Linked DNA regions of Sus scrofa: regions 1 and 3 are each linked to region 2. A link is a contact called in public HiChIP or PLAC-seq and promoter capture Hi-C data. All regions are on one chromosome and are shown on one strand. The core of a region is the stretch at or near the end of the contact, and the rest is flanking DNA. Distances in the headings are between cores, read along the strand shown.

Region 1 (3,225 bases), core at 394-2,893, 370 kb after region 2:
AAGTGAGTTAGTCAAAATAAGGAATAAACCATTGAGAACTGGGTTTTAGAATTTTCCAGATCTGACTCATCCTTAGACTCTGAAAAATGTTTCACAACACCCCATCATTAGCACATAGTGATGGCCTTAAAGTCTGTATATGCTTTTCTCCCTAGACAAGATTGTTTATAAACACTAGAATTGATTAATATCAAAAGACCCGCCCAAATAATGGAAAGGAATGCTACAGAGAGAAGCCAGAAGCCATGGACTCTGCAGCTCACATTCTTTTCTGAAGGCATCACTCTTTAGGAGAGCAACAAAGGCCCGCTTGCTGAATTAGGGATGGGGTGGCAATCAGAACTTCGAATTTCTTGGCATTTGCTAGTTTGAGGCTTAACCTTCTGAATACTTGAACATAATTACATGTGGTTTCTTAAAAGAGCCTCAAACAAAGCAAATCATTTAAGGAATGTCCTAAAAGACGTATCATTTAAAGAAAACTATGCTTTAGTCTCTCCAGACCTGAACATACCTTTAAAGAGACTTTTTCATGAATTGCTGGAATTTTCAACAACACAAAAAAGACGATAATCCTGTAAACTCAAATTTCTCCTGACTCATGGTATCCAAACTACCCCCAAATGTTCCTTCCAATAATTCTTTTAAACGCGTAATTTCAAAGCAAAAAAAAATCAGCTTTGAAAACATGCAACCAGACCTCATTTACCAGGGAACCTGAAAGAAAGCAGGCAGGGACCAGAGTGCAGCAGTGGTGAGCCTATTTTAGGGAAGATGTTTTAATAAAAGGAGATACGTAAGAGTACAGTACCTCAGTTAGGAAATCACTTGGAAAAGGGCTAATTTGGGTCTTTAGAAATGTATAGACTTTCTTTTCCAACCTGTGCCTCATCCTTAATATTAATATCTAATATTTATTGAGCACTAGGTCTAGGCAAACTACTTTACACAAATTACTTCACAAATTCTCATGGCAGCTCTTTTATTCCTCTTTTGCATGAGGAAAACAGAAAGTAGAAAGTTAATTGCCTGAGTTAGTGTGTGATTTGTGGTGCCAGTACATACTCTGGTCTGTATGACTGGAGTCTGCTTTTCCAGTCCTCCAAATCCTCTCTGGACCTGCTGCCTACTCCATCAGCAACATAATGGCATTGAGCTACTAATGGCATTTTTGTAGCCTTTTCCCTCCTGGGAGGGTCTGAGTGGAGTCCGTTCCATGAGGTTCCACTGCCTGAAAACTGTGGCCATCTCCAAGTGCATCTGTTTGCCTGCCTGTGCCTTTAACCTAATGATACCCAATGCACAGAACCCTGCTGCTCTTAACTGTTGGCCAGTGGACAGCTGTAATAAGTGGGGGTGGAGCCAGCATTTGTCAGAGGCCTAGATGGTTTGGTAACAGTGTTTCCAAGGATGAGATTAGATCCTTAAGGATTTATTCTAATACGTGGCCTCCCCAAAGCACAATCCTGTGGTTTCATATCTCTTTCCATGTCCCAGAGGTCATTCCTTCTCTACGTCTCTATTCTAATGCGTTGTGGCCCAAACGTATTATGGGCTGACTCTGGGGCTTAGAATAGTAGTGGAAGGTTAAATGGGTGAAGGCTGGCTGGTTTCCTGGCACAATGTTCCAAGGCATTGGCTGTGGCTCTATTTATAACTCGTACTCAACCGCAGCAGGGACGTTAGTGCTCACAACCTGTTATGTGTGGGCATGTTTGGGAGGGGGGGTGGTGATGGGCACCAGCACTATCCAGCTTGCAGTCATTTTTAAGGGACAAAGACTTCATGAAGTGTAGGTGTGCACAGAAAGCTTATCCTAAGCAGTAAGTTGGAAAGTGTTGGGTACCTGCCATGTGCTGGACATGGTGTAAGGTGATGGGGTAGAACTGTAAGCAGAGCAGACACAGGACCTGCTTCGGGGACTTCAGCCTATTGAGGGAGGTAAACAGGAAAGGAAATGATCCCTGTGGTTTGAGCGCTCATGGACAGGTGCCTGGGGTTCTGGGAGCCTAAATAGAGAAACTGAATATAATCAGGGATATTGGGGCAGGTTTCTTGAGAACTTAGGGACTGAGCTGAGATCCGAACAAAGATATGAACTAGACAAAGGCAATCTTTCCAGGCCAGACTCTGAAGCCGTGCAGCTGGACAGAGTACAGCCTGAACCTCTCTGACTACAGGAAGTAGGAATGCAGGAGAGAGTGGCCTTCTACCCCTGGTCCCACCCTCTAGGCCCACACCCTCTCCAGAGCTATCGTTTCCACCACTCTTCTCTCCCTTCTGAAGTTATGGTCACTGACTGGTAGTGAAGAATGGCCAACAGGAGGCTGGCAATTTAGCCAAACCAATTCTATTTCCTTCAGAAAAGCAGCTGCTGGCGGTTTCAAAGCTGTACCCCTACTCTTAGATAGCTTTGATTTGTTCCCGAGTGTCTCTCCAACTGGTTTCTGGAAGGGCCCCTTCTTTAAAGTCATGGTCTAGACGGAGAACCTGCTGATGGAAGCAGCTGCTGGGCCCCCGGTGTCCCTTGCTAGCTCATTCTGGCCTCCAACCCCACCTGCAGTCAGGACAGAGGCCATTGATGGCCTCTGGGAGAACTGAAGGGCTCCAGTGAGCGGGTCGGCCCCTCTCCCTGTGACACAGAGGGCAGCCAGGAGGCCTTAGACCCAGTTCTCTGGGGTGGTTCCATCTGAGACAGACTGCCCTTGATAGGGTGGGTGGCAAAAGTATCTCTAGCTTCAGGAAATTTTCAATCCAACTAAAGTAGAAGGAACTACCCCCAGAAACAAAATAGAAGCAGATAAGAAATGCAGTTCCTCCTCTCCATCTACCCCAGTTGGGCTATTGCTTCTCTTCAGGGGCCAGGGAGCAGTGGACACTCTCCCCTCATTCCCACGGCTCCAGAGGCACAAGGATTTAAGTCTGGTTGACAAAAGCAGTGCGATTAGGTGCTTCCTCGGGAATCCTTCTTTGAGCACTTAACAGCCAGTACGGTTTTATTTTCCAAGAATGTGATTCAGAAAGAAAGGCTGCAGTTCCCAGACCTCTACCCATGGCTCCTCTCACATCCGAGGCCTTCATTGCTTACGTGTAAATGTAGATCTCACAGCAGCAGGAGAAAGTGCATCTCAGAGGCAAGACTCAGACCCCACACCAAATGATTGAGCCCGCCTGGCATACATCACCTTCACCCTTATACTCTCCTAGCCTGGGTGACCATGCTTC
Region 2 (3,101 bases), core at 204-2,703:
AACCTTTGACCCACAACCCAGACAAACAAAGAGCCTGGAGGAAGTGCCTTAAGAGGCTGCACTGGTCAGCTTCCCCCAAACCTTGCCACAGGCTCTAGAAACATGTTTTTAAAAGACATGTGCAATAGCTACACGTTTTTCCCTCCGGGCTTTTCAGCACCCATCTCTGGTGTCTACGGCGGTGTTTCTATCTGTCTGGTTTTTGCTGATTTTATCCGTATCTTCAGAACTGGGCATGCTTGCCGACTCCCCCTGTCCAACCTCGCAGATGGCAGAACCCTTGCGTGGGTCTGACCGGGAACTGATCTGGCCTCTCTGGCTTTGTGAAGCAGTCTTGAGCTGAGACTCTGCATAACAAATTAAAATATGAAACAGATTTGTAAAGGCTCGTGGTGAGGCTGAGGAGTTAATGCTAACAAAGGACTTCAGAGGGCACTGTCTTTCTTTGTTTGCAAGGAGCACAATTTTTCGGGAGGGATCCTGAAGTGGGATGAGAATAAAGGACCGACAGAGTCTCGGTTTCAGCAGTCTTCAGACTCAGGGTGTGCCAGGCGGGCCTCTTTAGACTGTTTAAACCATTTCTGCTTCTGATATTTAAAAGAAAGCTGAGAAGTGGGGGAGTGGGGAGAGAAAATTCCATCGTGGATCCCCACTCTAGCCATAGGGCTGGGCCACTGCAAGAGGCTCTCCAACTGGATATGTCACATCTTCCTGGGCCTCAGTTTGCTAACCTGCAAAACGAGGGGGCTTGACCGGTGATCTCTACAGTTCATTCATATACTTTACTCCAAATACCTAGTAAAAAGAAAAACAAGCATTTCAGCTCCCAGGGGAAAGACAAGCCCTTGGTCCTAAGATCAAAAATGGGTTTCATAAATAGTGATGGCCGTTTGAGATTAGTTCTCTAATCGCCTTCTTTCTCGTGGCATGCGGCTCTTCAAACGTGTATGCTGAACCATCTCTTTGCTGAACTAATCAGCGATAAAACACAGGAAGGGACCCTGTCTGAGAGGGCGATTGAGGCTTTATCGCTACGGAGAGAAGGCGGCGTGGCCGCTCCTTGGAGTAGTTCGCTTTGAATCAAGCGGCCGCGACGATTGGCTGCGAAGCACGTGGTAGCCTACCGGACAGCGCCGGGTTGTTGCTGCCTGGGGCAGAGTCCAGCGGCGGGAGCCGCACCCGCGGGGGCGTAGGGAGAGAGGGAGGGAGGAAGTGGGGGGGAGACGACAGGGGCTCGAGTCTTCCTGGTCCCTAGCCACAGAGAAACCCTACAGGCCGGCTTTGTCCAACCTGCAGTGTCCCCCAGAGTATCCAAAATTGTGTCCTAACCCAGCCACTGTCCTCCCTCCAGGTGTCCCATTCACTACGCGGGCTCTGCGCGCTTAGGACGCGTGCCGCGGACACCCAGCTCGCCCTTCGGCGCCCTTTCCCGAGCATCTCGCAGGCTCTCGCAGCGTGGGCCTCACAACGCGGAGCTGCGCTCCCTGGTCTTGGGTCCCTCAGCACCCCTCTGGGCCAGAGGCGCAGACACTCCGATCTGGGAAAACTTGTTTTAATCTCGGTCCCCAAGGGCTGCAGCTGCTCAAGGCTGAGATTCTGTGTCCGCTTTGTCTCTCTCCCCTTGCCGCATCCCCCTCCCCCGTTTCCTCTCTCGATTAACTCCCCCGACAAGCTCTCCTCCGGCTCTTCTTTTCCTCCTCCACCTCCTCCTCCTCCTCTTCCTTCTCCGCCGGCAGTATTCACGCGCTTCCCTCCCTCCCTTCATCCCTCCCTCCCCTGGTGTCACTCTTTGCCTACGCGATCTCTCCCCGCCCCTCCCTCCCCTCCGCGCCGCTTATAGCTGGGCTCTGGGCCGCTGGGCGCCGACTGCTCCGGCAGCTGGAGAGAAGGCGGCTCGGCAGTGGCGCTGCTGAGACCGGGTCGAGACGCCAAGCAGCCGCGGCGCGCACGGCGCTTTCCAGCTCCCTCCCCCGAGTGCACAGCCCGCCTCCTTCCGCGGTGCCTGCAGCCGCGGGCCACTCTCCCCTCCCGAGAGCACTCAGAGAGCCGCTCCGCGGGTGGCGGGCGCAGAGTCCGCGGTGTGGGGATCTTGAGGCCGCGGCGATCTGCCCGCGGTAACCAGCCCGCGAACCAGAGCCCCATGCGCACTCCTTTCGCCCCGGCAGTCGCTGTTGCTCCCTGGGGTTGAGATCGCTGCTTCCTCGCCTCCCCGCCCTGTGACCGAGGCAAGAACCCAGCTGGTTGTGTGCTGTGGCCGGTCGCCACTGCTGTAAGTTTCCTCTACCGCCGCGTACCTGTTGCGGGCGCCGCGGGTTTCAAGGGCTGCCCGGCCTGCGAGAGTGTGCTCTCGCAAGGGGGGTGTGTGCGCCCCAGAGCGAGAAACTCCGACCTAGGCGGCGGTGGCGAGATCTTCTCCCGGCGGAGACCGGGTGTCTGCCACTGCCCTCCCGCAGCAAGCAGAGCCGGGCATTGCGGGAGGGGCCTCCTCCGGCGGCGCGCCGCCGGGGCGAGCTGCTGGAGCTGCTGGCGAGCGAAGAGCTGAGCCAGGGTACGATCCATCCCTTCTCCACGCAAAGAGCGCTTGCAGGGGGGCGCGGAATTGCTGGTCCACGTTGCATCCTTACCCGCACAGGGAGCATCGGGGCCACGCACAGACACCCCTCTTGAGAGCGTTAACCGCGGCCAGATATGTGTAGGAAATGAATGAAAACTGGTTTCTGAAAAATGTTTCTTCTCATGCAGATATTTGGCCTGTAGTGTTAACATGATTAGTTTCGAAGAATAGGAATTGGGGGGCAGGGCGGAGATGAACCATTGAACTTGATCGGTGTGTATTTTGGTGTCGCCCTCACAGGCATGGCCACCTTGTGTTATTACAAGTGTTATAGAGGACTGTATGACAAAATGCTTTTCTTGTTTATAGTCTCTTTATAATGTTCTTCCGTTGTTAGCAATAACGTAAATGCCGGAGAAAATCTGCCCGGTTTGTCCTTTGATTGCACTCAGATCAGGTTCAAAACTCCAAGACATGTGATGGGCCACTAAGTATTGCAGAGGCAGAGAGCCTGGTTAAGGAGCATTAAGTGAACTGAAGTTACTGT
Region 3 (3,090 bases), core at 267-2,766, 450 kb after region 2:
GAAATTACAAAGATAGAATGATGGACTAAAATGGACAAGTCTCTAAAACAGACCTAGTTTGGGGAAAAAGTAATGGATGCATTTGGTTTTAGATCTTGTGTCTGATATGAAGGTAGAAAGGACTAGGTGTGGCTCTGGAGAGCCGCATATCCAAGGTCCAGCAGAGACCACAGATGGAGAGAGAAATCAAAGCATCGTTTTTTTGTATGCGTGATGGTTGAAACCAAAGGCAAAGATAAAAACTTAAAAGCAAGATGGTAGCTGGAAAAACCAAAGAATCAAAGACAAGATCCAAGTAACTCTTTCTCTAGATTCTTTAGCATCCTAGAAAGTGTTCATTCAGTGGGGTGGGGGGGAGAGGTAGATGGAAGAAGGGAGTGCTTAAAGTCTTCACCTTAAAATGTTCTAGTCTCTCACTAATTATTTTTCCACACTTCTCTTGGAACTGCTTTTTAAATAAACAGACAAGAAATCGGAGTAACTTGGAATTAAGACCCTTTAGAAAAATACATAGCTATATGTTGTATTATTATGTTACATATTGTATTATTCATTCTCTGGGCTTTGGGATTATTTGTACTAAATAAATAATCTCACAGGCAAGTGCTTGTCATTTCTCATCAATTTCCGTTTTAAAAATGATGGTCTCAGTGAAAAATATATGCCTTAGTTTTCAAACTATTATCCCAACACTCTTGGGTTTTTCTGTTAGTGCTCCCAGGTTAGAAGTTTATAAGTAGATGGACTTCTGAAGTGCATGACCTCCCCAAATAGACTAATTGAAGAAAATACTAAAATGGATTCACGAATAACAAGAGTCCTGGCTAGCTAAAATCTGAGATTACTAAATATGGATTTGATTGCAGAATGTGCTAGATGCTGCCCCATTTTTTTTTCTTTCTTGGTCCCATCCCATCCCCAACACCTTCTAAATCTATTTGCACCAACTGACTAACCTCATTCGGGGTGAGCTGCTGCCTGAATGGAGTCTCGTGGGATTCAAATGTGTGTGGACGTATTTGGAGGGGCTAAGTGGTGGGAGATGGGTGGGGAACCAGGAGAAAGGTGGATTCCTCAAAGGAGAATTTACTGTGGGATGAAAGGATAAATATGGCTTGGCCAGTCAAACCAAACAGCAAGTTCTGCATGCTGTGTATTGTTTCTCCCTCCAGAGACAGTAGATGTTTCTGGAACATGTCTCTGGGTCTGAAATCCTCCCACCCCTTCTCCCTGGGGGCATTTGTCCATTCCTTGAAGAATGGGAGCTGGGTGTATAAACAGACAGGTGCTGCAATAAACCTTGTAATCACCCCGAGCCCAAGGAACCATGCTGTGGGACCGCCCATCAGAAGGAGACAGAGAAGGAATGAATGTTTTCCTTTCTACTTTACAGGAGACTGTGAAGCTGTCATGGTCCTGTGCTGACTGATAGCACTGGTGGTGGCCAGGGTGAATTAGCTGAACCTTGGCCAGGCAGAGGTCTTTGGGAAGGGGACCAGGTCAAAGGCAGGAATGTGGCTCTGGGAGGCAGGGTCTGCAGGTGACCACAGCTGCAAACAGCACAGGCCCAGGCAGGGGCAGCGGAGGTCAGAGCAGTGGGTGGCAGGGGTTCTTGGAAGCTGAGCCTGGGGAGCTGGGGCTGTGAGTGTAATGCCTCTAAGCTGATTCACAGATGGATATAAGTCACTCTTCGTGACGTTCCATAGACACATGGGGGGGACCATGGAAGGCATCCTACAAACAATTGGGAGTTTGGGGTTTCCAAGATGTGGGCAGTAGCAAACATGTCATTTCATTTGAATCCATATGGCTGGTTACACTGAGGATGTCTGAGATACAAATGAAATGGGTAGATCATTGAACAGTGGAAAAGCAGTGGCTTCTTTGTTGCAGCTACATATACAAATATACGTAGGTCAGTAAGGCACAGTCTGGTGGAATAAGTAGGACAGATGTACAACTAATTTTAAATTACGTAAGTATTAGTGGATGCTTTGAAGATGCTCAAACACAGTTTGTCCTCAGGCATGGTAACATTTAAATCTACTCCTTGCCTCCCTCTAATCTTATTTACACAGTGAGTTTGCTTAGCAAATATTCTCTAGCTAATGTCATGTTTGGAAGTGCTGCTCGCTTACATAACTGTGGGGACTCCAGCTCTGCTCCAGGGTAAATACAAGACACCTGGAGCCCAGAGGAACAAAGCTATTGGGCCCCACTGAGGTCTCAGTTTCTTGGAAGGGACCAAACGTCCATGTGACAGAGACTAGCAAGGCACTTGGTTAAGTGCAGACAGGACCCATGTTGGGAAGGGCTGGACCATCCTGAGCATCCAAGAGCCCTTAATCTGTCATTTTCAACCCTGACCACACATCAGAGTCACTGTGGAGCATTAATATGTCTGGTCCTGTGACAAGAACCCTGTGACAATCCAGCTAGGTCAACTGCAAAATTACAACGCGTCCTTCCTCTGCCTTGGTAACCCACCATCAAGTGCACGCAAGACTAGGAGCACCATTGTATGTCCACTAGGTCACTTACATAAAGTAGAAGAGGAGGGAAAGAAATCCCCATTCTTTATGTCTTACTCAGTTTCATGATAATTCCGACATCTGGCTACTTCGTAACATTTCTATTCATAAGAAGAGGGAAGCACCTCTCTGTGCCAAATGGGAAGGGATGAGCTGTAACTGGGTGTCATATCTGTCAGTCATCCTCATTGTTGGTAATGGAGGCTGGTTTTCTCTTTGCAAAGAGAAAAACTGTTCTGAGGTTGTGTCCACGCAGCATGACCTTCAATGACCTATTTCTCTGAGAACCTTCTCAGAAGGGAGCATCCTCTAGATCTGCTCTATCCTTTGAAATTATTCAAGACAAGCTATCTCACCAGCAGAAGACTGAGCAGTTTTACCTAACAATGTCTTGAGTAGAAAGGCAATCTAAGAGAGTTTGTTGAAAATCCTTTCTGCCTCATCCCTTTCTTTGAACTCAGAATCTTTTCATTTGCTACCTACTAAGACACTGTTCATTTGAGGTCAGGCAAGGAGGAAGGTGTGTCCCCTGATTTTTGGCCAGGGGTTTCTTTAAGAC

The links. Promoter capture Hi-C pulls out the DNA fragments that hold promoters and counts their contacts. HiChIP or PLAC-seq counts read pairs in DNA pulled down with a chosen protein or histone mark.
Region 1: a contact with region 2 is called in an H3K27ac HiChIP or PLAC-seq map of skeletal muscle. The contact joins the enhancer-like site here to the promoter of ENC1 in region 2. A contact is called at or near these places in 3 of 5 promoter capture datasets (fetal liver, fetal skeletal muscle and liver), 10 of 47 Hi-C or Micro-C datasets (alveolar macrophages, brain, embryonic fibroblasts and 5 more) and 1 of 2 datasets of contacts at active chromatin or transcription factors (skeletal muscle).
Region 3: a contact with region 2 is called in a promoter capture Hi-C map of fetal liver, with 6 times the contacts expected there. The contact joins the enhancer-like site here to the promoter of ENC1 in region 2. A contact is called at or near these places in 3 of 5 promoter capture datasets (fetal liver, fetal skeletal muscle and liver), 8 of 47 Hi-C or Micro-C datasets (embryonic fibroblasts, heart right ventricle, liver and 3 more) and 1 of 2 datasets of contacts at active chromatin or transcription factors (skeletal muscle).

Annotation. Positions count from the first base shown.
Region 1 is chr2:83,319,534-83,322,758 of Sscrofa11.1, reverse strand. The region is part of intron 3 of LOC102160872 (a long non-coding RNA gene); the gene reads right to left. Among named protein-coding and RNA genes, the nearest start is that of TRNAR-UCG, 67 kb to the right of the region's middle. Within about 2 kb of position 1,643, at least 6 of the 83 cell types and tissues checked have an H3K27ac peak or open chromatin away from gene starts, as enhancers often do. A contact at or near this core is called in skeletal muscle, where this site is marked.
Region 2 is chr2:83,690,164-83,693,264 of Sscrofa11.1, reverse strand. ENC1 (ectoderm-neural cortex protein 1) reads left to right here and starts at 1,453. Exons shown (of 3, transcript XM_003123701.5): 1 at 1,453-2,269.
Region 3 is chr2:83,235,932-83,239,021 of Sscrofa11.1, reverse strand. No RefSeq gene overlaps it. Among named protein-coding and RNA genes, the nearest start is that of TRNAR-UCG, 16 kb to the left of the region's middle. Within about 2 kb of position 1,516, at least 4 of the 83 cell types and tissues checked have an H3K27ac peak or open chromatin away from gene starts, as enhancers often do. A contact at or near this core is called in fetal liver, where this site is marked.